Regions from separate parts of the Mus musculus genome. Here region 2 is linked to region 1. A link is a contact called in public HiChIP or PLAC-seq data. All regions are on one chromosome and are shown on one strand. Each heading gives the region's core, a stretch centred on a gene start, on an enhancer-like site or on the middle of the called end of the contact. The rest is flanking DNA. Distances are from core to core; before and after follow the strand shown.

Evidence for each region. HiChIP or PLAC-seq counts read pairs in DNA pulled down with a chosen protein or histone mark.
Region 2: an H3K4me3 HiChIP or PLAC-seq map of forebrain shows a contact between it and region 1, with 2.5 times the contacts expected there. The contact joins the promoter of Tchp here to the enhancer-like site in region 1. A contact is called at or near these places in 4 of 115 datasets of contacts at active chromatin or transcription factors (embryonic limb bud, embryonic stem cells, forebrain and 1 more) and 2 of 9 other capture datasets (adipose tissue and pancreatic islet).

What each region holds. Positions count from the first base shown.
Region 1 is chr5:114,463,499-114,470,961 of GRCm38.p6, reverse strand. No RefSeq gene overlaps it. Among named protein-coding and RNA genes, the nearest start is that of Gm34722, 13 kb to the left of the region's middle. Within about 2 kb of position 3,766, at least 122 of the 459 cell types and tissues checked have an H3K27ac peak or open chromatin away from gene starts, as enhancers often do. A contact at or near this core is called in adipose tissue, embryonic limb bud, forebrain and 1 more, where this site is marked.
Region 2 is chr5:114,704,546-114,712,008 of GRCm38.p6, reverse strand. It overlaps Tchp (trichoplein, keratin filament binding), which reads right to left and starts at 4,230. Exons shown (of 13, transcript NM_029992.2): 1 at 4,049-4,230; 2 at 3,171-3,355; 3 at 2,492-2,702; 4 at 700-756. The coding sequence starts at 3,355. It overlaps Gm34931 (a long non-coding RNA gene), which reads left to right and starts at 4,190. Exons shown (of 3, transcript XR_387595.3): 1 at 4,190-4,264.

The sequences.
Region 1 (7,463 bases), core at 2,517-5,016:
CAGAATATTTCACCCCAGTGATGCTGGTCTCTTGTTGATCACAGCTAGTTTCTTAGCTCCAGTTGACCAGCATCGAGTGTCCCAGCAACTCGAAGGTTATACTTTATTGGTGCTGGTCTCTTGTTAATCGCAGCTAATTCTTCAGCCCCAGCTGACCAGAACCACAAATTCTCAGTTCAAAATAGCAAATGGGCCTCAATAGCCTTTGCTTCCCTCTGAAACCTCACAGGCCAGGCCTGCATTGTCTGCACTGCTCATCTTCCAGGCTCCCCCAGAGCAGCTCACCGAGCTCTCAACACTCAACGGCTTTTCTAACCCCAAATCCCAAAGTTCTTACACAATCTCCCCCCAAAACAAGGTCAGGTCTGTCATCAATTTACCTTTGTCAGGGCTACTATTGCTATGACAAACACCATGACCAAAACGACTTGGGAGGGACAAAGTTTATTTGGCTTACACTTCCACACTGTAGTCCATTATTGAAGGAAGTCAAACCAGGAAGTCAAACAGGACAGGAACCTGGAGGAGGGAGCTGATGCAGAGGCCATGGAGGGGTGATGCTTACTAGCTTGCTCTCCATGGCTTGCTCAGCTTGCTTTCTTATAGAACCCAGGACCACCTGCCCTGGGCTGGCCCCACCCACAATGGGCTGACCCCACCCACAGTGGGCAGGGGCTGACCCATCAATCACTAACAGGCTTGCTTACAACCTGATCTTATGGAGGCATTTTCTCAATTGGTGTTCTCTCTTATCAGATATCTCTAGCTTGTGTCAAATTGATGTAAAATTAGCCAGCGCAGTGCCACATCCAGGGGGTCTTAAGGGCTCAATACCTTCTGTCAGGCCGATATGAAGCCCTGATGTGAAGCGATCCAGGAACTGCTGCTGAGGTAGAAACCACAGGTTAGAGACCGCTTCCATCCTGCTCTGCGTCTGGCAGGCTGGGCCACCTCACCCCTCCGAGGGTCAAATTCTCTCTTCTGCAGCTTGAGGAACAGTTCTGACTTGTCCAAGTGTCAGGAGACAACGTGCATGAAGCAGACACATAGCAGTGTCCAACATATGAGCAGCTGTCTCACCTGAGACCTGAGCCTGGTCCTGACTCCAGCCCTGCTGGAGTCTGGTCCCAGACATCCAACCCAGGATGGGCTAGAGTCTATGATCCCCCTGCCTCAGCCTCCCCAGTGCTAGGATTCCAAGTGTGTGTCACCATACCCAACAGGTGGCTTTTATTGCACTAGATTAAAAAAGATTGCATTTATTATTCAGTATATATGAATATATGAACGGTAGATGTGTCTGTATAATGTGGGAGTAGTTCTGTGCATACCACTATGTGTGTGTGTGTGTGTGTGTGTGTGTGTGTGTGTGTATAGGTTAACAGACACTTTTTAGGAGTTGGTTCTCTTTCCATGCAGGTTCTGAGATTGAACTCAGGTTCCCAGGCTTCACCGCAAACTCCTTTACCCACTGTATCACCTTGTGGACCCTACATGGGACTTTGTAACTATCCAGACCTGTACTTTCCCAGGGCCAGCCCTCGGCTGAGCTCTGACTGGTGGGTGCCATGCAGAACAGGGTGCAATGAATACCCCAGGATTTACCCCAGAAGGGCCTTCGCTGGCCTGGTGCCCTTGGAGCTCTTTCAGTCCCAAGGATGCTGGGGGAGAGGAAGCCACAGGGCGTATGAGAGAACACTGCCCTTCAGACCACCCTAAGCTCACCCATTCCAACAGCTAGAAGCTGCTTTGGGGGGTCTAGGTGCAGGCTCAGGGCAGTGGGGTTCCAGAGCCAACAGGGTGGCCACCTCGGGCGAGGGAAACCACTTCCTGACTCCCCCTCCCTCCCTTCTTTCTTCCCTTCATTATCTCCATGTTCATTCCGGAACCTCAAGCAATTATCACAGGCCACACACCTGACTTGTGGGTGGGACAGAAGTGAACAAGGTGTTAGCTGCCTGCCCTTGGCTGCTGAGACAGTGGGACTGATGTATCCCCACAAAGAATGGCAGGACCGAGAGGAGGAGAGCCATGGGGAGGACCTCTGGGAAGGGAAGGACTGCTGGGAAGGCAGGAGGACCGATAGAAAGGCTCTGAGCCCTGGGCTAGCCAGGCGAACAGGACCCAGGGGACGGGGTGGGGGGCTATTTCAACCCTGCTCCATCTTTCTACACACCCTATGTGATTCACGCAGCAGCCAAGAGAGTCCTCATTGTCATCTCCTGTTCTGGGATGAATCTTTCTTGTAGGCAAACCAGGGGTAGGGGCAGAGGCCCGCAATTACTTCATCAAGGGTCTTTCCTGCATGTCTTTGGGTTTTACTGCTGTGAACAGACACCATAGCCAAGGCAAGTCTTATAAAAAACAACATTTAATTGGGGCTGGCTTACAGGCTCAGAGGTTAAGTCCATTATCATCAAGGTGAGAGCATGGCAGTATCCAGGCAGGCATGGCACAGGCAGAGCTGAGAGTTCTACGTCTTCATCCAAAGGCTGCTAGTGGAAGACTGACTTCCAGGCAACTAGGGTGAGGATCTTCTGCCCACACCCACAGTGACACACCTACTCCAACCAGGTCACACCTATTCCAACAAGGCCACACCTCCAAATGGTGCCACTCCCTGGTCCAAGAATATACAAACCATCACACTGCACTACCTCCACTGTGACAGCCTGGCCCAAGGGGGTCATGGAGCAGGTAAAGTGAATGATGGCTCAGGCACCGGACCAAACACCCCCACACACCCTGCTATACACAGCCACCCCGTAAGCTGGTTCACCATCTAACTCCATGTCTAAGATGAAGAATCATGTTCAGCCAGGCACTTGGGAGCTGAGGCAGGGGGTTTGCTACGAATTCAAGGCCAACCTGGGATGCATAGAAGGCCTACATGTCTGGATAGTTACAAAAGTCCCGGGTAGGGTCCACAAGGTGGTAGCCCCCTCAAAAAAGAACCAAAATAAAGATGAAGAATGGTTGGAGACTCAGAAGGCACAGTTTGCCCAGTGTCTCTCAGCCAGCTCATGGGAGAGCTGAGCTTTGAGCCCGAGTCCATCTGAGCCTTTTTTTTTCTTGTCCACTGTCCGGGCTGCAAGATGGGGAAGGAGGGCGGTGGAAAACAGGGCCCCTCAGCGCTCCTTGAGAGAAAGCAGGTCCCAGGGGGACAGTACCCTAGCTGCTCCATAAATAACCAGGTCCCTGGGCCCTGGCGGCAGTGGCTCTGTGTGTAATACAAACAGCTCTAATCCCCTGTCAGTTAAGCTGGATATCAGAGGAGACAAGCTTCCGAGCGGGGAGGCCTAATTGAATGGAATTGAAAAGGCAGAATGGGGGGCGGGGCCTGGGAGGAGGGACGGGAGCGTGCAGTGGCCTGGCGCAGCTGGCTGGGGCTCCGTGGCCAGTGAGGCCTCATTCCAGCCTCCCCCCCCCACCTCCCCCAGGCAGGGAGCCAGGCTGGGGGCGGGGTGGGGTGTCGATGGGGTCGGTGGGGGGGGGGCCCAAGCCAGGATGCCCCGCCCCTTTCTCTGCTGGCTCTGCCGTTTTTTTTTCTCTCTCTCTCTCTCTCGCGCGCGCTGACCCTTTCTCTGCTTCGTCTGTTATCTCAAATAATGTCACTGCCTCTTTACAATCTATTCATCAGAGCAGAAAGAAGCCAATACTGACAATGATAAAAAAAAAAAAAAAAAAAATCTGTGCCTCCCGGGGACAGAGCAAGCTCGGTTCCAACCGCTGGCGCCCTGCTGGCCTGCCATTTCACCGCGCCTGGGTAATCAGATTCCACAGGGCAGTCCTCCCACCCCAGGCCCCCAGAGTCCTCCCTAGGGCTCCTCTCCCAAGGAGGACTCACCCTGGGGACCTTTCAGCTCACAGAGAGCTTTGGCCTGGTCTTTAAAAAAATTTTTTTATCTTTTCTTAAATTGGTTTTTCATTCTTTCTTAGTATTTTAAAAACGGAAATGTACCATAACAGCCAGTTTTTTGGAATCTCATTTTCAAACCAGATGTGACAGGAATGGTGGTGGATGTCTGTAATCGCAGCATTTGGAGGATGGAGGCAGAAAGATGGGAAGTTCAAGGTCATCCGCAGCTATGTGGTGAACTGGAGGTCAGCCTGGGCTATATGGAACCCTGTATAATATATATGAGACATAGATAGATAGATAGATAGATAGATAGATAGATAGATAGATAGATAGACAGACAGACAGACAGATAAACTAAATAGAGGGCTGGGGCCAGAGCTGAGGGCCCGAGTTCCATATCTGCACCTGACCTAACAGAAAGGCTTGAACAGCTCTACCCCTCCTCCAGGGCAGCAGCTGGCTGGGGCTAGGCCCAGGCAGTGCCCGTTACAACCCTGCCCCAGCTGGGCTGGAGGTTGGTAAGGGTGAGGCATAAGAGCAGGGACTTCTCAGGGGTGCCAGAAGCTATGAAAACCAAGGCCAGGCCACAGGACTGGACACCACAGCCTCAGAAACAGTAAGGAGACCAGCGCCCATGGAAGGCACGCCACTCTCTTGTGCCATGGGGCGGCACAGAAAGCAGCTCTCTGAACATCGCTCTCTGAAGAGCTCTTTGTGAGACAGGTGGGAAGTCCTGAACTTAGTGTCTGTCTCAGATACGTCAGACCCAAAAAGCCATGTGGCTCCGGCATCTGGGGAGCCCTCAGACCTTGGGGTTGGCTCTGGAGAGCTCAGAGGGTCACTATGCAGGGACAAAGGCCTAGCCGAGCAGAGGTTATTATCTCAGCGGTCAAGCAGGGCTATGTTAGCCTCTGCCCTTTTCTCCAGCCCTTAGGTCTGCCAGGGCTCTATCCAGTGTCTGCAGTCCTTTAGGAAGCCTGGGCTCACATCCCAGCTTATTGCAAACATACTGTGTCTAGGGCGGGGGCGGAGGGGGGGCGGCAGGGGCGGGGCACTTCCCAGCTCTGTGCCTCAGTGTCTCCATCTACAGTGTGGATCCTTGTGGCTCTGTTGGAGAGTCTTGGTGGACTCTCCTCTTTGACAAGGCAGGTGGCTGGCGACCCCAACCTAGAGGGCCAGGTGTGAGGGCTGCCAAGGACAGGCCAGCCCATGTGCTGAAGCACCCCACCCCCACCCTGTGGGGTCACAGGGGGCGTGGAACAGATGTGTTGTCTTGGCAACAGATGGCAGGTGCACAGGCCCAGGAAGCCGCTTCCTCCAAGGTCAAGTCCTCTAACTCCCAGAGCCCGGGCGATCTGGTGCGCAGGCACTGTGGTTGGGGCGCAGTGTCCAGCTCAACACAGCCAGGCCTGCCCTGCTGCCAGCCACCTAGAAGAGCAGAAAGGCAGCTCTTTCTGCCTCTCTTCCTTGAACCCAGACTTCCTCTCCAAATCAGAGAATGAAGGGTGAAGTCTCCCTGGCTTCGGCCTCCTCTGTCGCCAGGTTTGAAGCCTGGATCTGCAGACCTGAGAGCTCTCAGGTGACCTCTCTGAGCCTCAGTTCCCCGCTGTAGGAACAGTAGCAGTCCTGCTTCCTGGATGTTCCGGCCACAGGTGAGATGGGCAGAGGAGCCAACAGCACCAACAAGGAGGTGGCTTGGTTAAAGTCCTATGACCGGCAGGGGCTGCTGGTCCGTGAGATAACGGCAGATCAACTCTTGAGTACGGGGAATTCGAAGGATATCTATCAGTGGGAGGGGTAAAGAAGACAGGAGGACCAAGGTCTTAACAGTGAAAAGACACAGTTTCTATGGATAAGGAGACAGAGATCCAGAGAAGGCAATATACCAGTTTCCAGTCACACAGCAAGCTGTCGCTCCCGGCCTCATCCACTGGCCACTTCTCTCAGGACATCCCATCTACCCGCGGGAGGCCAGAGCATCTCAGAATGCACACTGTGCCTGGAGTCCAGAGACCTGAGGACTTCAGCCCTGATCCTGTGACTTAGAGCAGGGTCTTCCCTTCTGGGCTTCAGTTTCCTCAGAAATAAACTGGGGCTCATGTATGTTCTTCATGGGCTTGGAATGAATGGAGAAAATGAAGAGCCAGAGTGTCCTGGAGGGCTGGACAGCCCTGGTCGCCTCTCTGAGGCCTGGTCAAGTTCCCTGCACACAGTAGGTGTGAGGCCTGGCCTAGCTCCCTGCACACAGTAGGTGTGTGGCCTGGCCTACCTCCCTGCACACAGTAGGTGTGTGGCCTGGCCTACCTCCCTGCACACAGTAGGTGTGGGGACCTGGCCCAGCTCCCTGCACACAGTAGGTATGCTCATGACACGGGGTGGAGCCTGCTCACTCTAGCCCATGAAGGGAAGTAGCACCTTTCTCTGGAAGAAAGAGGAAGCCATAGGGATCTTGGGAGGCCTGGGAGTAGCCTGGGGAAATGCTGCTTCAGCCTACACATCATGAAAAGGCCCCTGAATGGCTTCCAAGTCATCTGAACTTCACAGTGAGAGGGCATGAGGGATCAGGCAGAGCTTGGCCCAGAACAGGCTCACACATCTCATCCCTGGGTACAAGCTGGCTCTATTAACTGATGTATTCAGGCCTCCCTGACCCTCCCTTATACAAGGAGGGAGCTGGGAGGGCTTGGGAGGGGAGGAAGTCCCTTCCTCTCTCTTGTGCTGTGACCCCTTTGTAGGGCCCCAAGAGGATCCAGCCGCCAGAGGCGGGGCCCATCCCCGTTATCTGACATCTCATTCATCACACAGGTCTATGGTGAGGAAGAAATAAATGAGACAGAAAACTCAGATTTGACTAGATGCGAGGACTCAGCAGCCCTGGGCCTCGGGCCTCTGTGGAATCTCCGAGAGCACAGCGAGGGCCTGGCACAGCTGCCTCGCATCCTGAAACAAGCTCTGGTCAAAATCAGCCAGGCTGGCAGTGCTCGGATCCAAGCCGGTTGCCCAGCCTGTCTGAGGGCACACCTGCCCGGCTGCCTCTCTGTGAAATGGAAGAATTATTCTGCCACTACCCAAGATGCTCTGCAGCTAGAAGCTTGAGGCCCAATGTCGTGTGCGAGCAAATCCAACATTAGCTGGCAAACCAAACAGCCCGGCTTGGTGGTGCACTCCTTTAATCCCAGCACCTGGGATGCAGAGGCAGGCAGATTTCTGAGTTCGAGGCCAGCCTGGTCTACAAAGTGAGTTCCAGGACAGCCAGAGCTACACAGAGAAACCCTGTCTCGAAAAACCAAAAACCAAACCAAACCAAACCAAACCAACCAACCAAACAAACAAACAAAAAAAACTCCAAACCAACCAAACAAACAAAAAAAGATTTATTTATTATATATAAGTACACTGTAGCTGTCTTCAGACACACCAGAAGAGGGCATCAGATCCCATTACAGATAGTTGTGAGCCACCATGTGGTTGCTGGGAATTGAACTCAGGACTTTCAGAAGTACAGTCAGCGCTCTTAACCGCTGAGCCATCTCTCCAGCCTGCTCTCACACATTTCTTTCTTTTTTGTTTTTTTTGAGACAGGGTTTCTCTGTGTAGCTCT
Region 2 (7,463 bases), core at 2,981-5,480, 240 kb before region 1:
CCTAACGTTGCTGAAGTGAGTAGACAGTAGCAGTAACTGGCATAATGCCCTCCAGCCAACCTCTGTGCAGTGACAGGTGCCAACCAAGACAGGATGCAGATATGGCCCCTGTCTCCTCCACCCAGGAGCACCAGGCTTCACCTTAGGAACCCAACACACAGCACCAGCCTGCCTGGCTCACGCTGACCATGCTGCCAAGAGGAGCATCCCAACATACAGCAGTGATCTTGCACATTGCTAAAGTGGTCCAGAGCCTCTGGAGGAAGGCCAGGCAGTGCTGGTCCAGGTCTGTCTCCCATCTCCTCACCAGCTTTATCTCTTCAGGACTCCCTAGCCATGGGGCATCTTGGTCTCACCTGGCCCTTTATAGCTTCCTCGGTTCTGTCCTCGAGGCACAGGGCAGCATTTCCAATCATCTCCATCCAGAAGGCCCTTTCCTCACACCATATTATCCAACTGAAAGCAGCATCCTGAGCCCACTGCCCAGGTCTCTGCAGCCCACTGGGCAGAGAGCTCCTAAGCCACAGAACATACCCCCAAAGGCAGGTTGCCTGTCAGAGTTCGCTGCTCAGCCCTGTCTGGCCAGGTCTTCTGCCCTCTGTATCAGCCCAACACACATCCAGACCCAGAAACAAGGAACAAAATCTGAAACCGCGGTGGTGCCTACGCAGGCGAAGCAATGGGAGGCTTCGTTCTCACCTCTCGAAGTTTGGGGTTGTTCTTCTTCCAGTGTTCATATAAAAGTCGTTCAGCAATCTATCAAGAAAACACAGGAGACGTGAGGTCACTATTCACATTCATCCACACTTAGACAAGATACAACAGAAGTCAGCTTCTCTCTTCAGTGATGACACCCCCGTCTGCCGTTAAATCCTGCTGCCTTTGCACACCAGCTCTGGAGATGGGGCATCAGAGCCAATCGGAAGGGCATGGACAAATGCCTGTCTCAGTGGACCAAGAGTCAGCTAAGATCTGATGCTATGGCTGGGTCCCTTCTAGGGGCAGAAGTTTCCAAATACATACTAAGCTAAAACACACAGACTGCAACTAGTTACCATAGCCACCCAAAACATAAAATATAGCGTTCCCAGGTATTGGTGGGACCAGAGAACTGAAAAAAGTGAAGGTGAATCCCACACAGTGACTTATAAGCCGCATACCAAACACTCCCTATAAAGGTACATAAGAGTGGATGCTGGCTTCCTGTCTGCTTCCCCTTACTCGTGCTGGCAAGCTCATCTCTCCTATGACCGTGGCCAGTGTTACCTGCAGAGAGACTCTTCTGCAGTGTACTGTGTGGAAGCATCAGGTCTCAAAAAAGCCTCTGGCCAATGAGCTGAGGCAGGATTAGAAGGTGAGGCATGGGGAGGGGGGGGGGAGAAAGAGGATTCTGGGAAATAGTCAGATGCAGGAGATTCACCCCAACGCCGGCAGAGACAGACACATGAACCTGAGCAGAGGTAACTAACAGCGTGGCACGGCTTAGGCTAGTTTAAACAGGATGACTGAGTTATAAGCTCGTGGGAACAAGCCAAAGCTATTGGCGTAGGCGTTTATTCATAGATAAAAAAAATCTCAGAATTGTTATTTCAGGGAACAAAGAGGCCAGGTGGGAAAGCGTGAGGTTACAATGACCTCCAACTTCTTCAGGGTCCTAACACAGACTGAAAGCCAGATGTTCTGCAGAAACCCTCCCAGACTCCAGCACCAGGCAGGAAGCGCAGAGATATCTGAGCCTCATGGGCTCAACAACTGCGGGATTTCTGGTCTGTCTGCTGTGGGACAGCCACTGCTGGCCAACCTGGACTACATCCTCAAAGGGCCAACAAAACGTGGTTATACACCCCAGCTGGCACTAACAGGTTACCAAATGAGGTTCAGATCATTGTTACGTGCTGAATCTCAACTCAACACGGCTCACATTTCAAAGGCTTGCTCTGGTCCAGGCCGGTGATCCACCTTTAATCCCAGCACGTGGGAGGCAGAGGCAGGCAGATCTCTGGGACTCTGAGGCCAGGCTAGTCTATAAACAAAGTTCCAGGCAAACCAGGACTACACAGTGAGACCGTTTCAAAACAGCAAAAGCAACATTGAAAACAACTGCTCCCTAGCTTCCAGCACTGTTCAGGGGAGGCAGGGGGCGTTTAAGGGGATGAGGTACTAGCTGGCGGCAACAGTCCACTGTGGTGGGTCTCTGAACCCTCTTCCTAACATCCTGTTTCCTGAGCCAGCGCAACTTGAGCTCCATTGGTCACAGGCTCCATGCCTTCCTCATTACAATCGCTGGAGACCCTCAGAAACCACGAGCTAAAAATAAGCCTTTCCTCTCTGGGGGGTGGGGGTGGGGGGTTGGAGGCGGTTTTCCCCATGGGCTCTAGTCACCTGACCATCTCGTCGGAACAGGCACCCGAGAACAACCCCGTAGGCGCACTCGTCCGTTCCGGCGGGGATGCTACCGCCCTGCAACCTGCTTCCGGACTAGGGTAGTTACCAGCTTCCTCTGTTCTTCTCGGGCTGACTTCAGGTCCTGGTGCTGCTCGCGGAGCCTTTGCTCCCGCAGGCCCATGCTCAGCCTGAGCTCATCCAGCTCCGCAGCCAGCAAGTCCTGTTCCTCCAGGAGAAGCTCTCTGAGCCTCTCCCGCCGGAGCTCCAGAATCTTCCTCTTCTCCTCCTTCATCTTCTCACAATGGTAGGCGTGCATGCTAGGTTAAGGAGTTCCCTGGACATCAGTCACACCAGGTCACAGTTTGATGTACATTTCTATGTAATTCTTGGGGGGGGGGGCTAAACACCTACCGAGAAGACACTAGCGCTGCCTTCTGGTTTATCTTTTAAAATGTACAGTACTGCCGGGCATGGTGGCGTACGCCTTTAATCCCAGCACTTGGGAGGCAGAGCCAGGTGGATTTCTGAGTTCGAGGCCAGCCTGGTCTACAGAGTGAGTTCCAGGACAGCCAGGGCTACACAGAGAAACCCTGTCTCGAAAAATCAAAAAAACAAACAAAAACAAAAACAAAAAACAAAAAACAAAATGTACAGTACTTCTCCCCAGCACAGCACAGTTTCCAGCATCATCAGGAGATAATTCAAGCCACAGTCCCTAAGCCCCTAGGCTACATTCCCCGAACCGTGGTAGGAACCAGTGGGCAGGACAACACACAGACACTTGCCTCCGCTGGTAGGAGATCTTGGAGCTCCATTCGATCTGTTTCGAGTTGTGGATGTCCCAGGTCCTGAAATAGCGACTGTTCTGTTCCCACTGCTGGCGAAACTGGTCCTCCTGCTGATGCTGGCGCTGGCGAAGATCCATGTGTTTCCGGCTGGACCAATAAGAGGGCAACGTGGGGAGAGCCATCTGAAGGAAACAGCAGTGGGCAGAAAGTAAGCCAGTTGTAAAGCCAGGGACCGCCCCCCTCCCACTCGGATGCCTCCTCTCTCTATTGATGTCACTCGCCCCTTGGCTGCACCTTTCTCACAGTTTTAAAGCCCCACTCCCACTCGGATGCCTCCTCTCTCTATTGATGTCACTCGCCCCTTGGCTGCACCTTTCTCACAGCTTTAAGGCCCACGTTCCCACCCTAGGACAACCGAATGATCAAATTTTGTGAAGGAGGCCCATGCCAGAAAGTTTTAAAAGATTTGCCACCAAGGCTGCAAATTATCAATTTAAATAAACGTGCACTGTGTCCAGTAGTGGCCAGCCATTATCAGGGAGATTGCAGACATAGAAAATGTCCTGACATGCCTGGGATAGGAAATAGAGGTTTTTTACATTCTGCATAAAAACTACAGTGACAAGCAGGTCCCAGGGGCATGCCCCAGCGGTCCCGCGTACTTTGGAAGCCGAGGCGTGAAGAGATCACTTGAGTCCAGGAGTTCAAAGCCAACCTGAGCAAACCAGAAAGCCCCCTGTCTCAAAAAGCAAGCAGAAATAACCTGCGACAATGATGTGAAGATGACGGGTATGTGCCAAGCGCTAGGCATACAACTTTTTACAGGTCCCGCGGCTACAAGGATGCCACGTCCCCGCCCCTCGGCCCAGCCTAACCTCTGACTCATGCACTCCGTGTCCGAAGTTCGCGGAGAAGGGTCGCCGGCCTTAGCTCGATCACGCGCCCGCTCGCTCCGAGGGTCCCCAGGCGCCCACTGCACAGACGCCAGCCGTTTCCTCGCCGGTTGCCGGGCAGCCCGCGGGACAACGGAGCACGGCGATGGACAAACTTCCTCCCGCGCGACACCCGCCGCTCTCCAGGAAAAAGGAATGGTGGGTGGTTTTTTTCTCTGGCGCCACCTGGCGGTGGGAGGTAAATCGACAGTACTTGTTAGTCCTTGATGTAGGGTAAGGAAAAGAAACCTTAGTGACCCAGTCAGGATGATGGGTGGGGGTGGGGGGGTGGGGGTGGGGTTACCGGAGGAAGGTGGAGGAGTGAGGGTAGGTTTAATGAGAATCATCCCCTGGCCAGAGTGAGGAAATAAATGATTTGCAAAGATCCGCGGGTGTGTCCCGTAGGCAACGGAGGCCGAGAACCCGAGAACCGCTGGCCTCTGTAATGACCTCCGTCATTGGTACACTACTGTAGCCTTAAGATTGGTGGTGAGGGGCTGGTGAGATGGCTCAGTAGGTAAGAGCACCCGACTGCTCTTCTGACGGTGGCTTTGTGAAGGTCTGGAGTTCAAATCCCAGCAACCACATGGTGGCTCACAACCATCAGTAATGAGATCTGACTCCATCTTCTGGAGTGTCTGAAGACAGCTACACTTACATATAATAAATAAATAAATCTTTAAAAAAAATTGGTAGTGGGTACAAAGTTTTTTGTTTTTTTGTTTGGTTTGGTTTGGTTTTTCGAGACAGGGTTTCTCTGTATAGCCCTGGCTGTCCTGGAACTCACTTTGTAGACCAGGCTGGCCTCAAACTCAGAAATCTACCTGCCTCTGCCTCCTGAGTGCTGGGATTAAAGGTGTGTGCCACCATGCCCGGCTTGGGTACAAAGGTTTTAATAACTGTAACTCGCATGGTTGCTTACGTCCATGCATTAACTACCTAATACCAGTAAAAAGAGAAAGACATAAAAAGGGATTGGGCATATGTAGCATGCTCAAAGCTCTGAGTTCAAGCCCTAAAATAATGTACAATATTAAAATAGTATTTTACTTTACTAAATAATACTAAAATAGTGCCCTCCACGAGAATGTAAAGATATAGATAAATATTCGATCATTCCTTTTTGTTTTGTTTTGTTTTGTTCCTTTTGAGGCAGGGTATCTCTGTGTATCCCTGGCTGTCCTGGAACTCACTCTGTAGACCAGGCTGGCCTCAAACTCAGAAATCCGCCTGCCTCTGCCTCCCAAGTGCTGGGATTAAAGGCATGCGCCACCACTGCCCAGCTTCGATCATTCTTTTTTCTTCTATTTTCCCACCCACTTCCTTCTGCCTCTGCTTCCCAAGTTTTTCTGCTCTCTCACTCCTCCATTCTGTTGTTCCTCGTGGTGCCTGCCTGATGTTTCTGTTTCACCTGGAGCTGGCTGTACAGTGTTGTTGGCTCTCCACAGCCAATAACCAGGTTCAAACCTGCAGCATGCCAGAGATGGCCAACCTGGGCTGGTCACTCTCTGACCCTAGGGCTACCCTTTCCCAGGCTCCGTCTCCAATGGGGGAGGAGGTGGCACCCCCATCTGGCATGATTAAGCCAGAAAGAGCCATCAGGCCATTGAAGGAGCCCAGTACACACATCTGTTGACAACTCCTTGAGCTGTACTGAGAACCTCAGGCATATGTGAGTTAGATCCGGAGAAACCTGGGGTTCATTTCTGATTTGTTTTGGGCAAGCCTGCTTCCTTCTGGGCCTCAGTTTCTTCTACAGTAGAGTTGCCATAGAAACCCACCTGCTCCTAAGAGTGGTATGACTTCAGGGACTTCCTCCTGCATTTCCTCTCCTCTTCCTCCTCTTCCTCCTCCTCCTTTTCCTCCTCCTCCTCCTCCTCCTCCTCTTCTTCTTCCTCTTCCTCCTCCTGCATTTCCTCCTCCTCTTCCTCTTCCTCCTCCTGCATTTCCCTCTCCTCCTTTGAAAGAGGGTCTTGCTGTCCAACCCAAGCTAGAGGGCACTGTGTAGTTGATACTGGCCTCCTGCCTCTGCCTCCCAAGTTCTGGGCCCGAGGGCTTATGCCTCACACACAGCTTGTCCCTGGACCTCACACTGGCTAACAGTTCCACTGGCACCGCAGCTACTGTTGGCTCACAAGCTGCCACCTATAGCTGGTTAGCCTATGTGTAAAGTGTCTGTTCCATCCAGAAATTGGGAGAGAGATTTGATTATCCCAATTTGAGTCTCAACCGAGCCTCAGACAAAGGTATTCTCCCTTGCCCCAGGAACCACAGCTGAGGCGTGAAGGCTGGAATTTGAACCAAGATCCATGGATGTGGGGCCAGAGCCCAGGCCCTCCCTATCCTGATTCCCCTTCCCTGCTGCGGCCGCAGTGCCAAAGCTGGATATGGCTGGCTTATGGGTTTCAGGCTAGCCTGGGCTATAAAATAAGTCTCAAAAAAAAAAAAAAAACCCAAAAAAACAAAACCCAGGCTCTGGGAGATGTCTAATAACTTGAGTTCAGATCCCTGGAATATGAAGAAAGGAAGGAAATAAGAAAGGAAGGAAGGAAGGTGTCTTAGTCAGGGTTTCTATTCCTGCACAAACATCATGACCAAGAAGCAAGTTGGGGAGGAAAGGGTTTATTCAGCTTACATTTCCACATTGCTGTTCATCACTAAGGAAGTCAGGACTGGGATTCAAGCAGGGCAGAAATCAGGTGCTGATGCAGAGGCCATGGAGGGATGTTACTTACTGGCTTGCTTCCCCTGGCTTGCTCAGCCTGCTTTTTTTTTTTTTTTTTTTTTTTTTTTTTTTTTTTTTTTTTTGGTTTTTCGAGACAGGGTTTCTCTGTGTAGCCCTGGCTGTCCTGGAACTCACTTTGTAGACCAGGCTGGCCTCAAACTCAGAAATCACCTGCCCCTGCCTCCCGAGTGCTGGGATTAAAGGCATGTGCCACCACGCCCAGCCTTCAGCCTGCTTTCTTATAGAAGCCAAGACTACCAGCCCAGAGATGGCACCACCCACAAGGGGCCTTTTCCCACTTGATCACTAATTGAGAAAATGCCTTGCAGCTGGATCTCATGGAGGCATTTCCTCAACTGAAGCTCCTTTCTCTGTGATAACTCCAGCCCGTGTCAAGTTGTACACAAAACTAGCCAGTACAGAAGGAAAGGAAGAAGGAAGGAAATCAGATGTGGTATCACTGGTCTGTAATCTCAACTCTTCTGTGGTAAGATTGAAGGTAGAGGTAGCTCATAGACCAGATAAGACAACGTCTATGCTTTGGCCGGTGAAGCCAGAGAGACCCTGCCTCAAACAAGATGGAAACTTCAGAACCAACTCCTGAGAGATGTCCTCTGCTTTCCACACACATGC